Linked DNA regions of Sus scrofa: region 1 is linked to region 2. The links are chromatin contacts, called in public Hi-C maps. All regions are on one chromosome and are shown on one strand. Each heading gives the region's core, a stretch centred on a gene start, on an enhancer-like site or on the middle of the called end of the contact. The rest is flanking DNA. Distances are from core to core; before and after follow the strand shown. Region 1 holds the start of RSPH6A (radial spoke head protein 6 homolog A). Region 2 holds the start of GIPR (gastric inhibitory polypeptide receptor).

Region 1 (3,220 bases), core at 707-3,206, 120 kb after region 2:
TAGGATCTGAGGTAGGAAGTGACTAGAGATAAAGTTTGGAGAGGGAGAAGAGGTTGAATTCTTGTTTTTTTTTTTTTTTTTTTTTGCTTTTTAGGGCCGCACCCAAGGCATATGGAAAGGTTCCCGGGCTAGGGGTTCAATCAGAGCTGTAGCGCTGGCCTGCACCAGAGCCACAGCAATGTGGGATCCAAGCCATGTCTGTTACCTATACCACAGTTCATGTCAACGCTTGATCCTTAACCCACTGAGCGAGGCCAGGGATCGAACCCAAAACCTCACTGTTTCCAGTTGGATTCGTTTCCGCTGCACCACGACGGAACTCTGGGGTTGAATTCTATAGGGCCTGTAAGAGAAGAATGAACCTTCTTCTCCTGAGGGCACTGGTGAGCCATGGCAGGCTCTGAGCACAGGAGGGATAGGGGTCAGTGTTTTGGTTCAGTGAGACCTGTTACTTCCCAAACTCATCTTCTCTCACACCCTCTTCCTCCCTTGGTTCCAGTCGCACCAGCCTCCTTGCTGTCCCTCAAACACAAGTTTTGAAGCCTTTATGCTCGCTGTGTTCCATACCCCAGACTCTTCCTCCAGTTACCTGCAAGGTGTGCTCCCTCACCACCCTCAGGCCCCTGATCAAATGTCATTATCTGCGAGAGGCCCTCCCTGACCTCACACCACGTAACCCGCTCGCCCTATCCTCAGTACTCTGCCTTGTTGCTCACCTTAGCTCTTATCATAACCTTATAATTTACTATATATAGTCTACTCGCCCACTACAGAGTCAGCGTCATGAGGATGTGATGGGGTGTCGAGAAGGGTGTTATGACTTCAGATAAGTGACCTTGGCAAACAGACAACAGGGCCTCAGGAGTCAAATCGCTTGTGCTGAAATCCTGGCTCTGTCACATCCTAGCTGTGTTATTTTGGATACAGGACCTAATTTCTCTCAATTTCCTCTCATGCAAAATGGGAATAGAAGATGCACTGATCTCAGCTGCGAGAACCAGATGTTGATGTGTGAAGTGGTGGCACAATGTCTGCTAAGTAAATGCTGGCTTTTAGTATTTACGGCCTGACTTCTAGTCTGAGTCAGATGCCTCCAGAGTAGTCGCTGGTTCTCCCCTTACTGAGGAGACCCCAGACCTGAGGAAGGGCCTTGGCTGGGGCCTCTCCCTACCTGGGTCCAATCCCCTCCCCACTCCAGGGCCCCACTCTCACAGGCTGAGGTCACATTTGATGCTGGTCTGCAGCAGGTAGGCCTTGGCGTTCTGCACAGCCAGCTCCCGAGGTTCCGGCTCAGGCGCCTCTATGTTGAAGGGCATGAATCCCAGCTCAGAGGGGGAGAACTGGAGGGCAGGGTCATCCCTGATGTAGGGCCCATGCTGGGCACCCTGGCTGAACTGCAGGTCTTCTCTCTGGTACATGGTGAACTGGCCCAAGAGGTCAGCCCGAGGCTCCTGATAGGCAGCCTCCACTTGCTGGAAGAGGCTGCCTTTGCCCTGACGTAGCTGCTGCAGCATTAGACTGGCGTTGTGAGCCCAGAGCCCGTCTTCACTCGGGTAAGTGCGGGGCTGTTCCTCGGAGGGGAAGCCCGTATTTGGGGAAAGGTACTCTACTTCGCCCAGCTGGGCTTCCTCAGCCTGGAACAAGGCGTTCTCATTTGGAGGCAGGCTGGCCCCTTGTGACCAGCCCTGGAGGTTCATCGGGTTCGACGGGATCTCCTGACTGCTGCGCAGGATCCGCGTGTCAAGCGGTATCTGCTGCACCTCATCTGAGGCTGAGGGCCTAGAGGGTTCCCGACTGCGTCGCCGCCGCTGCTCGGAGACCTGAGAATCCCGATGGCTGGAGCTTGGCTGGGGCGGGGGCTCGGGGTCGGGGGGTGGGTCCCCCATAGTTTAAACGGGACCGTGGACCTCTGGGAGGAAGGCCCGCAGCTAGGCCAGACCAGTCGCCCGCCGTATAGGTGTACCTCCGACCCTGACAGCCGCAGAGACGCCGGTTGCCAAGGAGGGAGGGGCGGGCGGTTACCAGGGGAGGGCGCGCGGGGAAGCGGGGCGAGGAGCGGCCCTCTGCGCAGGCGCAGTCCCAGGCCTGCGCGGCCTCCCTTCTTGCAGGAGGCTCCTGGGCGCGCCCACGAGCTGCTGCAGTCCCACAGCTGACCTGACGGCAGAGACAGGGCCTGCACCCATGCCCAAACCAGCGATCTTCCTTTTTTAATTTTTCGAGGCAAAGCCCGGCTGGCCAAGCCCCGCCCCGCCGCCCTTCCTGAGCTCCCAGTCCCACTCCCCCTCCCCCTCCCCACCAAGCCCTTCCCCTTGGTCAGCTGTTCCCCTTGGTCTCCGGTTCCCCGGCTTCCTCGGCGGCGGGGCTGGGGGTCTTAACGATGTCTTCTAGGGCAGGGGTGAGGGTCTGGGGGCTCCGCTCCTCCTTTGAAATCAATCCAATGGCGGCTTCCTAGTGACCGGAGAAGTGGGAGCTGGTCAAAGATGGCCTTACCCTTCCTGCCCCCTCCCCGCCTTGGGCACTCGGCACAGACACGTCAGCCCGGATCCCTGGTGTTTCTCGTGCTCGAAGGTTGTTATCCCTACCTTAGGCAGGGGTCCCTCAAGACTAGAGTCCAGCAGCGCAGCCTCGGTCAGCCCCGAATCGTCATCCATGCTGATGAAGATGGCTGGGGTCTCGCACTCCGGGCCCTCCTCCCGGAAGTCAATGGCTTCCTCTGGCTGGGGAGGGCCTGGCCGGGCCGAGGAAGAGGATGATGACGAGGAGGGGGCTCCCACTCCCCCAGGCTTCAGTTTCTGTTCCTCCTCCAGCTGCCGCTTTAAGGCCTTCTCCTGGGCCAGCCGCAGGCCGATGAGGTCTTGAGGGGGTCGGGGGGCCGGGGGCGGTGCCAGGGCCAGGGGCTCTAAGTCGTCCTGGGGGTGGGGAGGGACACACAGCAGCTCAGGATGGGTGGGACCGAGGACCCAGGCTGCTCTCAAGAGGATGGTGGGAAAGAAGCCAGAAACCATCCTGAGGCAGACACTAGGGCAGGCGCGGGGAGTAAGGGGCAGCTGTCTGCCGGCCCCAGTCCCTTTCAGGAGGCGCCTCCGCAGAGAGGGCTGGAGTGGGCCGGAGGGGCTGGGGCCTTTCTGGCTCGGGGAAGGGGCTGCAGGCCCTCACCTCTTCCAGGGGCCCGGCAGGCGCTTCCTTAGTCTCTGGCTCCTGCTTGCCGCTGGCTTCCAGA
Region 2 (3,017 bases), core at 268-2,767:
TTTCTGCCTCCCCCACCTTCCCATCTCTAGTGAGTGACCCCCAGACCCTCTTGGAGCCAAGGAGAGACTCCCTCCCAGCACCAGCCTCTTCCCAAGGTGCCTGGCCATCTCAGCCCCCTCTCCTCTCCACTCTGTGACCCGAGCCTTTCCCAGGACCCAGAGGGCGCCAGGAATGTAGGGCAGAGAGCAGAGAGGCAAGCTGGAGGTCAGGAAGCCAGGACCCCCCTCACACCCGCCCCACCCTCAGCCTGGTCTCCTTCCTTCCTCTCCTGCTGGATCTCATGCCACCTTTACGCCCTGCCCTTCTGGGGCCATCGGGCCTCAGTTTCTCCTCTGCGAAATGGGCAGACCTGCCTCTGTCCCATTTATCTTACAGCTCCCAGGGGAGTGTGTGCTCATGAGCATTACCGGTATGATTAATGAGCTGGAATTGGCAGTTTGCATTGATGGGGGAAGAGAGGACGGAGAGCCGGGCTCTAAGCCAGAGGGTCTCCATATTTCAGGGCAAAGGAAGAGACTGGAAATGGAGCGTGTGAGGAGGTGTGTGATTCAGTGGAGATTGGAACAAGGAGATGGCGTGAGGCTGTGGGTTTGTGTGTGCTTGTGGGATGCTGGTGTGTGAGCCTGGGCACAACTGTGTGTCTGTGTGTGACTGTATGTGACTTGTGAGTGCAGGTTGTAATGGAGTGTTGTGTGTCTGGGTAACCTTAGCACTGGGTGGGACTGAGGGTGACAGGTGTGACCAAATGACACTGGGAATATGTGAGAGTGTGTGCCTTAGGGACCTCTGGGAACATGTATTGTTGGGATGTGCCTGTGGGCTCTGAAGAGGATTATGTGACCTGTGTGAGGTGATGTATGATCGTGTAAACGGGTGTGTAGTTGTGTAACATTGTGTGTGATCCTCAGACCACGTCGTTAAAGGGTGGTGAGGAACCCTATAACTGTGGGCCTTTATTTCATCAACAATCATTCTCTGAACCTCTGCTCTATGCCCAAACCTGTGCTGAGTGACGCTGGGTGACCAAGATGCCCTGTCCTCATGCAACACACAGACCAGTGGAGGGGGAGATGGTGTTTGTGATGTGACCTACCTATGGTGTGAACATGTGTGATTGACGCAATAGGATGCCGGGACTGTGTGAGTGGCTTTGTCACTGTGGGTAACCATCAACCTGGGAGCGACGGTGCATTGTAGGACTGCGAATGGACGGGAGGAAGTGAGGAACCGTGTGTGAGCCCTCTCTGTGGCTCAGCGTGTGGGACGGTGTGTGACGGTGTGTGTGTGACGGCGCCTCCGCGTGCGGGAGCTGGGATAATGCGAGAGGCTGTGCACTCTGGGGGGTGGGGGGGATGTGCTCAGGGCGATGACTCTGTGACTGCCCCCCCGCGAGACCCTGAGAGGCTGTGAAACTCACAAGCGCCGAGCACCCAGTCCCGGGCTTCTGCCCAGAGCTCCCCCTCCCGTTCTCCGGCCCGCCCTGGCCCCGCCCCTCCCACCACCCCAGGCTGTCACCTCTTCCAGAGCCCTGGCGAGGAAGTGGAGGCAGCGGAGGCGGCAGCAGAGGCAGCAGAGTCAGAAGCAAGGGGTCCAGAGGAGGGCTTGGGACAGGTGAGGGCGCCCCTCATTCCGGGCCATTTCCCCTGCCCCAAGTCCCCCTCATGTCTTGAGCCCCTCTTTCTCCATTTCTTAGCCTGTGCCTTTGTCTCTCTCTGAGCCCACAGGCTGTCGCTTGGTATCTCTGTCTCCGTGTCTCCCTGTTTAGCCTCTAGACAGCTCCGTATCTCTGTCCCTTTCCCCTATTCTGTGTCTCTCTCCGTGTCTCTATCTCCTCTTTGCCTCCTAGCCCACATTTTTTGTCTCCATCTTTCTCTGCCCTTTGGTCTCTGTCTCTTGCTGTGTGTCTCATTTTGTCTGTCTCTGTGTCTCTAGTCTCTGTATGTCTGTCTCATGCATCTGTCACTCTTTCTGGGGCTCCATCTGAGATCCTCCCTGCTTCCCCCTTTCCCTGCATGGTACCCCGTGTAGGGTGTTGGGTGTCAGACCGATTTCCAGGCATCTGGGCTCCTGCAGACCTAAACCCCGGTCTGACGCCTCTCTAGTCCCAAAGGAGAGGGTTGCCCCGTCGACCCTGGGTTTTATCCACGGTGGGGAAAGTTCGATAAGGTCTGGTTCCTATCAGAGATTTGAACGTCCTTTGGACGGGAGAGTGGGAACTCCAAGAGTCATTTTAAGCTCTATTTCTTCTTCTCCAAGGCAGTATCCAGGTTCCCTGGAGTCACCAGGTCTAGACTCCGGGTGACACTGGCGCTTCCGCCCAGCCCAGCTCTAAGGCAACCGCACCCTCAGCAAACATCCCCCTTCCACCTTCGTGGCCCTGGCAACGGCCAGGGGCGGGCCGGGGAGTCTCCACCCACTCCTCACGGCTACCTCCTCCCCCCACCCCGCCCCCAAATCCTACTCGTGGTGGCGGGGGGCTGCCTCCGAATCCGAGTATGTGAATCCCTGAGGGGGTTGGCGCTGGGGCTGGGGCCGAGGGCAGAGGCTCCTGACTTGGTCCTCGGACCCCCTAGACCGGGCCGCCCCTGCGTGACCGGAGTCTTCGTCCCCCATGCCCCGCCACCCTCACGATGCGGAACTGTCCACCCCGGCGGCTGCTGCTGCTGCTCTTGCTGTGCGGGCCGCTGCTCCGGAGGGCGGAGGTGAGAACCGGAGGAGCCCAGGAGTTCAAGGCTCGGAGGGATGTCTGGGGACGGCCTTAAATCTTACCCCACTCGCAAGTCCCCCACGGTCCCCCACAGCAACTTGCCTGGCGGTTTCTAGGCACCACTCAAGACTTAGAAGAGGTTTCTATGCTACCCGAGACTCCTGAGCAAAACAGGACGGCCCCTCCAAGTCCCTCTAGGGTGTTTCTGGCCGTAAAATAACCGGCTGCCCGGGAGCAGGGGGCGGGGCGGGGTGCTCCTCTCTTCTCTCCTTTTGTAGGCAGGCTCGGAGGGGCAGACAGCGGGAGAGC

What was found. A called contact is a pair of places that touch in the nucleus more often than the background predicts.
Region 1: a Hi-C map of fetal skeletal muscle shows a contact between it and region 2, with 3 times the contacts expected there. The contact joins the promoter of RSPH6A here to the promoter of GIPR in region 2. A contact is called at or near these places in 3 of 5 promoter capture datasets (fetal liver and liver), 20 of 47 Hi-C or Micro-C datasets (alveolar macrophages, blood, brain and 12 more) and 1 of 2 datasets of contacts at active chromatin or transcription factors (skeletal muscle).

The regions. Positions count from the first base shown.
Region 1 is chr6:52,137,227-52,140,446 of Sscrofa11.1, forward strand. It overlaps RSPH6A (radial spoke head protein 6 homolog A), which reads right to left and starts at 1,957. Exons shown (of 5, transcript XM_021094594.1): 1 at 1,213-1,957. The coding sequence starts at 1,886. It overlaps SYMPK (symplekin), which reads right to left. Exons shown (of 27, transcript XM_005664608.3): 25 at 3,157-3,220; 26 at 2,583-2,909; 27 at 1-2,448. The coding sequence ends at 2,314.
Region 2 is chr6:52,021,150-52,024,166 of Sscrofa11.1, forward strand. It overlaps GIPR (gastric inhibitory polypeptide receptor), which reads left to right and starts at 1,518. Exons shown (of 14, transcript XM_021094579.1): 1 at 1,518-1,612; 2 at 2,575-2,703; 3 at 2,987-3,017. The coding sequence starts at 2,632.